Regions from separate parts of the Cydia pomonella genome. Here region 1 is linked to region 2. Evidence: chromatin contacts called from public Hi-C data. All regions are on one chromosome and are shown on one strand. The core of a region is the stretch at or near the end of the contact, and the rest is flanking DNA. Distances in the headings are between cores, read along the strand shown. Region 1 holds the start of LOC133519190 (peptide chain release factor 1). Region 2 holds the start of LOC133519181 (6-pyruvoyl tetrahydrobiopterin synthase).

Region 1 (5,050 bases), core at 2,266-4,765, 200 kb after region 2:
TATCTAGTTAAACACGTTTCAAGATTAGTTTTTCATTAGCTGCACACCAAAGAGCATATAATCACTACGTTTTACTGCACACTTCCACGATAGTTGACTGCATAATAAGTTACCAATATTACACTTTAAACAATATTTATGAGCAAAACACAAAAAAATATTCTCGAGACGTCTTCGCCATCTTGAATCTCAACGACAATCCTCTTTGGATTTAAGGTTCCTACCAGTAGGTATAGTTGACGACTTTGACTTTGACACTGTAAAGCTGTATCACAGAGAAAACGTTTTGTTGATGCCACTGGTGGGGCGGCGGTCTGTCTGGTGTATCAAACAACCACCCTTTTTGGCGGCGGCGTATGAGTACCCTTTTACAGGAAACACATATGGGTGATCTATTTTGTTAGTATTTAACATGTATTTTTTCACTCTTATATTTGTTACGTTTCAAAATGTCGGTGATTTCCGCCGCTCTGCCCGCATTTACATTAGTCCGATGGAGGTGGACGGTGCCAGCGTCTATGCAGGTAGCATCTTACTCTAACATCCGTCCCAAGCTCCAAGTAACTAAGGACACCCCATCAGGCTTCTTGCCATCATCTCCGATAATGTCAGTCTGTTCAAGAAGAGGAGGCACATTGATGGTGGCAAGAGACTGACGGAACGCACGTCAAGGCCTGCATTTTGTTGAGATAAGCCGGTGTCCCTGTCGGTTTACGTCCGTGCCACAATAGTATGTATATGTTTGGCGAACACACCGATACTCCAAGCAGTGATGGCCGAACGTTAATTGCAATTAACCATTATAAATTGAACCGTAACTGTAACGGACGGTTACAGTTTATGGTTCAATTTATAATGGTTAATGGCCAATAATTTTTAATTGCATTAACGTTTCGTCGTTAGTCTAAGGGAGGTCGGATCCAAGAGAGTACCAGTATTAGGCGATTTATGGACATGTAGCCAGTAACCAGCTTCCCGGGCTCCGAGCGTCAAAAGCTTCGCGCGATCTGGACTTGTTGACATTGTTTAGAAGAGTATTGTATGTTAAATCACAGTAAATATTATCCCGACTCTTTTGTTATTTTGGGTTATCTGCCCGCGTAGCCAACGTGCTAATCGTTAACGCTCCGTAGCGAACGAAACGCAACTGACACTGTCGCACTAATATGAAAAAGTGATAGACAGAGATGACTACAATACGCTACGGAGCTTTAACGATTGGCACGTTGGCTACGCGGGCTGGATTTTTTTTGCCCAGGAAAGCTATATCAAAAGCATTTCTAGCATCCTCAAAGCCCGCATTCTCACAGTTTGTGGGCAAATCCCTTAAGATAGTTCCTATAAGACGAGACATGCTATGAGTGGATGCCAAAAAGGCTGGGGAAGCCACACTAGAAATTTTGCGAATTCCTAAACCTCTAAACCGAATAGGGAGGGACGAGACTAGGACGGCTCACTCAATTGCTATAATTTTGATCAAATCATCTGTAGGCGACAATAAATTTCGACGCTTCCAAAAAGGACAGCAGAGGAGCACTATATGTAATTAATAATATAATAATAATAAATAAAAACATTTATTTCAGACAGAGCCCATACAATCTTGTTAGTTAATCTTAAAAACTAATTATTAATGGCTGTTCTTAACTAACTAAAAAGTAAAATAAAATAAAATAAATAAATAAACATAATAAGCACAACATAGGGTCAGCAGTGTTTGACAACATGCATGGACGTCCACCGGGCTAACATAGGGTTGTCCCAGCGGTTAGCAAAAATGCTCAAGATGCGATTGGGACTGCCGCGCAGACGGGACATGAGCGAGCCACACCTTTTCCTCATGACGGCCGCAAAGCCATCTGTCCTGGCTTCGGCAAACATGCCAGACGCGCTACAGTGTCGCGGCAGCCCCATCAGCACCCGGAACGCGTTATTGTATTGAACGCGAAGATCGCTGTACGCTCTTTGCGTATAATTGACCCACAGGCTACATGAGTAGAAAGATACACAGAAGGCTTTAAAAAGAGTAATCTTGACTTTTTCTGTAATTTAAAGAAGATCAAGATTTTGGGAAAAATTACATTTTTGGTAAGTACAACTTTTTATTGCCGACTGTACTTTTCTTTCCACAGGCAACTAAATACTCATCAAGACAATTCTAAAAATCCCAAACACAATTAGGTAGCGTTGTTTTATCACAGAGTTCCTATGGCTACCTCCTGTCTCCAACATCAGATATTGCAGTGTCACCCGACTTACATATGTATGCAAATTTTCAGCTTCATCGAAAACCGGGAAGTGGATCAAAAACTTGCAAAATTTGACCCGTACATACATGGGTACATTGCAAGTTAATAAAAAGCTTGTACTTAATACATACATTACATTGGTACTTACATTGCAAATTACAAATTGCTCATTTGCTAATTATTTTACTAGATTTTGTTATAAATTCAACTGGGAGCGTGCACGACTGTCACGCAACCAAGTGTCCGCAAGTCTAGGGGAAAACGTCAATTCACTACATCTTATAAAACTACTCCAAAACTAAAAACTACTGAACGGATTTTCATATGACTTTCATCTATCAATAGAGTGATTCTGGAGGAAGGTTAAAGTATATAACTTGTTAAGGTTTTGTGTAAATTGTTTGAAATATAACGATGTTGTCGGAAAAAATCACGCTGGCTAGGACCTTTAATCGAAAACGCTGCCTAATCCGTTTGACCTATAACAACACAATGTATGGTGGGGTTGTTTCTCATTCATAGGTCTACAAAAAAGTCCACGATGTTAAATGTCTATCTTTTCAGGATAACTTACAATATCAATTCTTAACTTCTAGAAAAAGATCACGCAATATGTGGCATTTGCAAAGCTATTTACATGGATACATTATTAACAATTATCAAAATAAATACGTTAGTTATATTAAGCATTTCATACAGATTACAATGGTCCCTTACACCATACAATTTAAATGAATATTTCATGAGTAATCGTAAATCAAAGTTTCATTTCGAGCCATATAATTGTACGAAATGTTAAAGACGCTATCCGCAGTTAGTTCAAATTTTTACCACCTTATGCGCTGGGATCGCTTTACTTACCCCCACCATGCACTTCGCACGGTCCCAGTGCCAGTGATGCCAAAATTTTACATCACTATATTATACTGTACTGCCATCTGTTATAATTTACTGAAATTATATTTTTTTTAACGCCATCTGTTGAGGAATCTTTGTAGAACAACTTTGTAATTGCTATGCTATTCATCAGTAGATGGCAGCATACGCCAAATAGTACATAAATATATAATATACAAAATGTATGGTAAATTTATCAGTATTCAGTTCACTTGAAATATTTTAAGCATCACTATCATAATTCCCAATTAAAATATAATCAACATATACTATGTATATCGAAATAAAACGAACGTAAAAAAACAAAGAAAACAAACTTGAATCTTATGAACTGTAAAAAAGTTAAGTAACATTGACACTTGACAGTGACAATTTAATCTTCGGTCAAATTATAACCTTAAAGTTTTGCCTCGAAAACAATTCTAAATTTGATGATATTGATTAGTTCTTATTAGTTTACTACAAACAGTGATGTTGCTTACAAAAATGTCAACAATAAGATCGTTGTTTAAAATAGGCAGGCATTCTCTTTTACTCCGACAATGTTATTCTTCCGAAAATTCATTGAAGTTATCTGAACCAGCCGTGCAAAAGTATCTTAGACATTTATTGTTAGAACACGAAGAACTTTTAATTAAATCACGTCGCAACGATGCAGAAGTCAAACGACTGCGTGAAATAAAGCCTATTGTTCAAGTACTTGAGGAAAGGATAGCTTTGTTTGACAGTATCGAAAACCTCAAAGAACTCAATAAAAAAGAGAACCAGGATGATGAAATGAAGAAAATGGTTAAGGAGGAGGCTCAGATTTATCTCGGACGTCTCAAGGAAGTAGACAGTGACCTCCAGTCAGTTCTATTTCAACCATATTTAACAGAGGGTGGCATTTTGCTAGAAGTCACAGCCGGCGCAGGTGGTCAAGAGGCCATGCTGTTTGCCCGAGAGCTTTTCGAATTATATGAATCGTATGCAAATTTTAAGGATTGGGAAGTAAATATAGCTTCTATTGAAAAGTCTGACATTGGGGGTATTAGAAAGGGTTCCATGCTGATTAAAGGAATTGGTGTGCCAGAGCTCATGAAGCTAGAAGCCGGGGTGCACAGAGTTCAAAGAATACCTGCTACAGAAAAGGGAGGCCGCATACACACTAGCACAGTGTCGGTAGCAGTTTTGCCGCAGCCTAGTGAGGTTGAACTAGATATACCTGATAGGGATATTTCAATTGAAACTAAGCGAGCAAGTGGTGCAGGGGGACAACATGTGAATACAACGGACAGTGCTGTTCGTATCACACACCTGCCGACTGGCACTGTTGTAGACTGCCAGGAGGGACGGTCACAGATAAAAAATAAAGAAATTGCCATGCAGAAACTGAGGACTCTCTTGCTACAGAAGCAACAAGAAGAACTGACATCCAAAATCAATGCAGAGAGGAAATCCCAGGTTGGTTGATTGATTATTATTGATTGAAGAAATAAAATAATCAATTTGATTATATTATTAGTAACTTGGTTCTTTATATAACATTCCTTTATATTTCTTAAAAATTAATTATAATGTTGAAGTTGTTGCATGCTTTTTTAAGATTTATTAAGGAATTTACAACTGACCAAAATTTAATTCTCTGCACACAATTATTTCATGACAGGGATAGGACCTTGTTGGTGCCAAGAATATATACTTGAATTGGTAAATCAAGACACTTTGTGATCACCTCAGTACCGTGTGTCCCAGGTGTTGTGTAATATTTATGTAATAGACGGATATATGCTTATTCTTTCTATTACAGGTTGGGTCAAGCAATAGAAATGAAAAAATCAGAACATACAACTATCCTCAGGATAGAGTGACTGAGCACCGGCCAGGCGGCAGTACGGTGCACAATCTCAAGGCCTTCATGGAGG
Region 2 (4,833 bases), core at 2,273-4,772:
GTATATATTCACCCCGTAAATTATTGCAGGTACCTAAATAAACATCCTGTATTATAAACGAACTCAAGATTATCAAACATTGATCTAGAAAATAGGGGTTATGCTCACCATCATTCATAAAATAAATTTGACCTTGCTTTTACGTAGTTATTCTAGGTATCTGCTGACGTGAAACCTATATTAATTTTGTTACCTTCTACATCTTCTAACAGTTCTCGCAATTTAAGTACACGTATTCACGAAAATTCTTTAAAATTGTAGTATTTCTTACAGTATTATATTGTAGAAATCAAATTGAATTTGCTAATTGGAACGAACCAAATGTATATTTTCTCTGTGATTTCTTTATTGCTTATCTATTGTATTTATTTACGTCTTGGTATAAAGCGATTTAAAACTATCGTTGTTTATTGTTACCTATTTCAAATTCATTAGCACACCTACAATAAATAAATTTCTGTGTAAATGTCACAGAAAAAAAGAATTTAATTCACAAACATTAATTTAAAATAGGTAGTGTGTAGGTACCTTATCCTAACGATGTTCCTTACATTTATAATACCGAAGGGAACAACGAGTGATCATGACTTGTAGATAAGTATGTATCATAAAATTCACTACATCACTAGAGAATAGCTACGACCTAGTATCGTTACTGGGACTGGTTTGCCATCTAGTGTCGGATAGCGAAACTAATTTCAATTAGCGAGAGAGATCACGTTTTGCTGTTAAGCAGTATTCGTTACTAAGGGCCTGTTTCATATGTCCAAGTATTAGGTACCTTATTAATAAATGAATTACCTGCCAGAAACTAATTCCTATTAGTGAGCGAGAGATAAAGAGTACTGTTTTGCTGTTAAGCAGTATTCGTAACTAAGGGCCTGTTTGATAATGTCCAAGTATTTGCTAATTAACAAGTAAATTACCTGCCACATTCAAATTCCTGCAAAACTTAGCAGTTAAGCTTATTTGAGGATTTGTGAAACACCAATGATGACTATTCGACAGATAAGTGGCGAGAAGCTTATTTAGGACTTCAGTAGGATAAAGTGAAACAGACAGTAATTTATAAAGGTATTTATCTACCAGTTAAGCTTATTTGAAGATAATGAAACGCTAACGATGACTTTTTTTGTCAGATAAGTGGCAATTAGCATATTCAGGACTTTACTTGGACATTGTGAAACATGCCCTAACTGTAACTACATATACATATAGGTATGGGATATTATGGGTTTCTTTATCTAAGGGTATATTATGACAACTGCATATGGAAAGCTATGTTATGTATTTAATTACTAAATAATCAAAATTTTTCGACCAACCAAGTGTTTGATGTTGGTAAACCAAACTAACCAAACCCGAAATTAAAGGAATATACTATTGAAAATTGCAAAAATTATGTTACATAATGTTAGTTTATTATTCTAACAATTATAAGCACATTATAGACATTTCTTATAGAAATATAATGTTGCATTGTATGGATTTCTCAATCAATCTGAATCTGAGGACACATTGTGGTGGTGGCTGGAATGCAGGCTAGAGTTCTCGTGTTTCTTGCGCGGGTAAGTGGAGCCGCCGCGGTAAACCACATGGTTCTTCTCAGTTTCCAATATTTTCACTTCATGCAGTAGAGAAGGCTTTTCCATTACTTTCTGTAGATGATCCCATATGTAAATTGCTAAATTTTCTGTGGTGCTGACCTAAAAATTCCAAAAAAATAAGAAATATGTCACTTATCTACTTATTAATAATTGAATTATTAGGTTAATTATTTAACATCATAACTCAATATATTATATGTATTTTAAGAAAGTACATAATTAAACAACAATTAAATATCTATTAGTGGCATTTTAATTTTCATTGGACATGAAATTGAATATTACATTTTTTTGTGCAATGTTTAGTCAAAAGTGCATAAATTTTACTCTTGGCTTTTATTTATCCTATAAAAAGGCCTCTTATTCCATTGTGTTTTTGAATATTTATTTTTTGCCTAGTTTTGATTCTTGGGTGGTCAAAGGTTAAGCTTATAGCTTCACAATGATCATTTTCTTACCACTGTCTTAAAATAAGGCACATCTTGATCCAAGTTCTTGTGGTCCAGGGGGTCCATGATAGCCTCCTTCATGTACTGCTTCAGGTCATGGATGTTCATCACCATCCCAGTGTGAGCATCTACTGGACCTTTTACTGTCACCAGTACTGTAAAATATATGTTCTTCTTGATTATTTACAAGGTCAATGCGGGAGTTGATTGTCTCAAACTGTTAGTTTTTTCTGCTGATTGTATTAATCTAGAGGTTTCTATGAATCATTTAGAATTTATTCTATAAACATTATATACAAGTATTTTTGATACACTTTTCTTTTGTTTGATGATCTTATTGTTAAATTCAACATCAGTATAACAATTCAATATCTGTCAAGAATAATAATAATTACATTAATATATTGCTCTGATAATTAGCTTAATATAAATTAGGCAAGACATTATTGTGCTCTTTCTTATCTGTATAAGAAAAAAAAAATACTGTTACTTTATGTTATTAATATGAATAGCAGTGTGGTGAAATGCCTATTGGCTTAGTAATACACTTCATCTGAAGTTCACATGCTCTGTTGTAGTGTAACTGCTAGCTGCAGCTGTAACTTAAGTAAAGAGCCTAAACATTACTTACCAACATAGTTGTGCCCATGGCCATTTGGGTTATTACACTTTCCATAAAGTTTCTTATTGTCTTCATCACTTAAAAATGGACTGTAAAAAAGAATTATTTGGTTTAGTGATACCTGGTCTTTCACCTGAGAAAATAGGTAACAATGTGTTTTTACTTTGCTGAGCTGATCAGGGTATACAACAGGGTGTACAAAGTTACTTAAACTGTGTTTTAATATCTTTATCAAAAACATAGTTTACATTTTTGTTGATTCATATTTTGTTTATGCACAGATTTTGTAAAATAATATGTTATTATACTATAAAGTACATCAAGTCATTTAAAACACAATCGACTTGTGATTTATTCACGTGTCATTACTTACGTACTGACAACAAAAACTAAACCTTAACCCGATGACACAAAACTTGAAATTGCCTAACAGAAAGATTTTGTGCTGACAGCAAGTAAATAAACTTAGCTGACTCAACTGCCGTTACTTTGTTCATGGAATAAAAGAAATGTGTGAAATAATACACCAATACCTGTGTAAACGGTGACAAGAGCTGAAAGTTTCTCTTCTTGTTATAGATACAATAGGCAACGACGACATTTTATTGTAACAACAGTAAAACAAACACTTATTTTAATTCACTTGTGAGTTTATTTCAATCAGTATTGACACTAGTATTCAACACAATCAGTTACTAAATGTCAATTACTAATATTTATATCACTGAAATAGTTAATTGGCAGTAATTAAGACAAATGATAGTTAGCCGATTGATCCAATTACATTCTACTAATTCTACTTGACACTTGACTTGAACTTGAAATGAGAACGAGATTGTTGAATGGAGACACCGACTCACCATCGACTCACTGACATAAGTCACGATGACAGTAATGGATCAAGTTAGTTTTGTCTTTAGAATTTTAAACTAGCAACATTATAAAAATAATATTCAACTGTTTAAGCCCATCATAAAAACTACACAAAGTTTCTCATTTTGACAGATTCTTGTTTCGAATCACCAACACTGCTACACTGGCTGGTTGGCAGATACACAGTGGACTTTGTAACCTTTTTAGATATTATTTTTCATTGATTGGTACTTTATTAAAATTGGTTTAAATACTGGCTGGCAAAATGTTTTCGCCATCTGCAAGGCATTTGTTGTATTCTACACAGGTAATTTAACAGTAGTTTTGAAAATCTTCTCTAAGTTGATCGATAAGAGTTCAAAGATTGATTTGATAATCATATCATGATGCCTTCATATACTAATGTATCTTCGTATATATTGCTTGTTTTTAGTTGCGTCGATTGCAGAGCACGCTGGTCATCGCTGAACATAACAATGAGGCATTATCTGCAGTTACCCAGAATACCTTGAGCGCAGCCAAGAAAATCGGCGGAGATATTTCAGTACTAGTTGCAGGCACTAAATGTGGTCCAGTAAGTATCAAGAAGCACTATGAGGTTAAGTAAACATTATCATAATAATTAACTTTTTATTTCTTCAATGAATACATGTTGCATTGTTATGTACTAGGTAATAGGCATATTTTTTGTTGCAATTTACAGGCAGCTGAGAAGATTGCCAAGGCCGGTGGTGTCTCCAAGGTCCTTGTAGCTGAGAGTGAGGCATTTAAAGGCTTTACTGCAGAATCACTCACTCCCCTTATCCTGGCAACTCAGAAGCAGTTCAACTTTACACACATCTTGGCACCAGCTACTGCCATTGGAAAGGCTGTGCTTCCAAGAGTAGCAGCCAAGCTGGATGTGTCGCCTATCACTGACATTATTGGTGTCAAGGATGCTAACACATTTGTGAGGACCATCTATGCTGGAAATGCAGTGCTAACACTTGAAGCCAAGGATGCTATCAAGGTCATCACTGTCCGAGGCACTGCCTTCGCCCCTGATTCCCTGGAAGGAGGCTCTGCTGCTGTGGAGAAGGCTCCTGAAGGGGACTACAAGACTGACTTGGTGCAGTGGGTGTCACAGGAGCTCTCCAAATCGGACAGGCCCGAGCTTACCAGCGCTAAGAATATTGTGTCTGGAGGTGATAAAACTTCACTGTTTACTTAAATTTTTATAAGCGATATTCTTATATGAGGGTATACAAAACAAACTCTACTACTGGCGGGATGACCCAAAATG

Evidence for each region. Hi-C and Micro-C count contacts between places; a contact is called where the count stands out from the background.
Region 1: a Hi-C map of whole body shows a contact between it and region 2, with 2.5 times the contacts expected there. The contact joins the promoter of LOC133519190 here to the promoter of LOC133519181 in region 2. A contact is called at or near these places in 2 of 2 Hi-C or Micro-C datasets (both in whole body).

What each region holds. Positions count from the first base shown.
Region 1 is chr6:18,602,747-18,607,796 of ilCydPomo1, forward strand. It overlaps LOC133519190 (peptide chain release factor 1), which reads left to right and starts at 3,516. Exons shown (of 2, transcript XM_061853165.1): 1 at 3,516-4,589; 2 at 4,936-5,050. The coding sequence starts at 3,618.
Region 2 is chr6:18,403,004-18,407,836 of ilCydPomo1, forward strand. It overlaps LOC133519181 (6-pyruvoyl tetrahydrobiopterin synthase), which reads right to left and starts at 3,523. Exons shown (of 4, transcript XM_061853145.1): 1 at 3,212-3,523; 2 at 2,688-2,767; 3 at 2,066-2,211; 4 at 1,400-1,706. The coding sequence starts at 3,279. The coding sequence ends at 1,497. LOC133519180 (electron transfer flavoprotein subunit alpha, mitochondrial) reads left to right here and starts at 3,698. Exons shown (of 6, transcript XM_061853144.1): 1 at 3,698-3,858; 2 at 3,985-4,125; 3 at 4,255-4,735. The coding sequence starts at 3,817.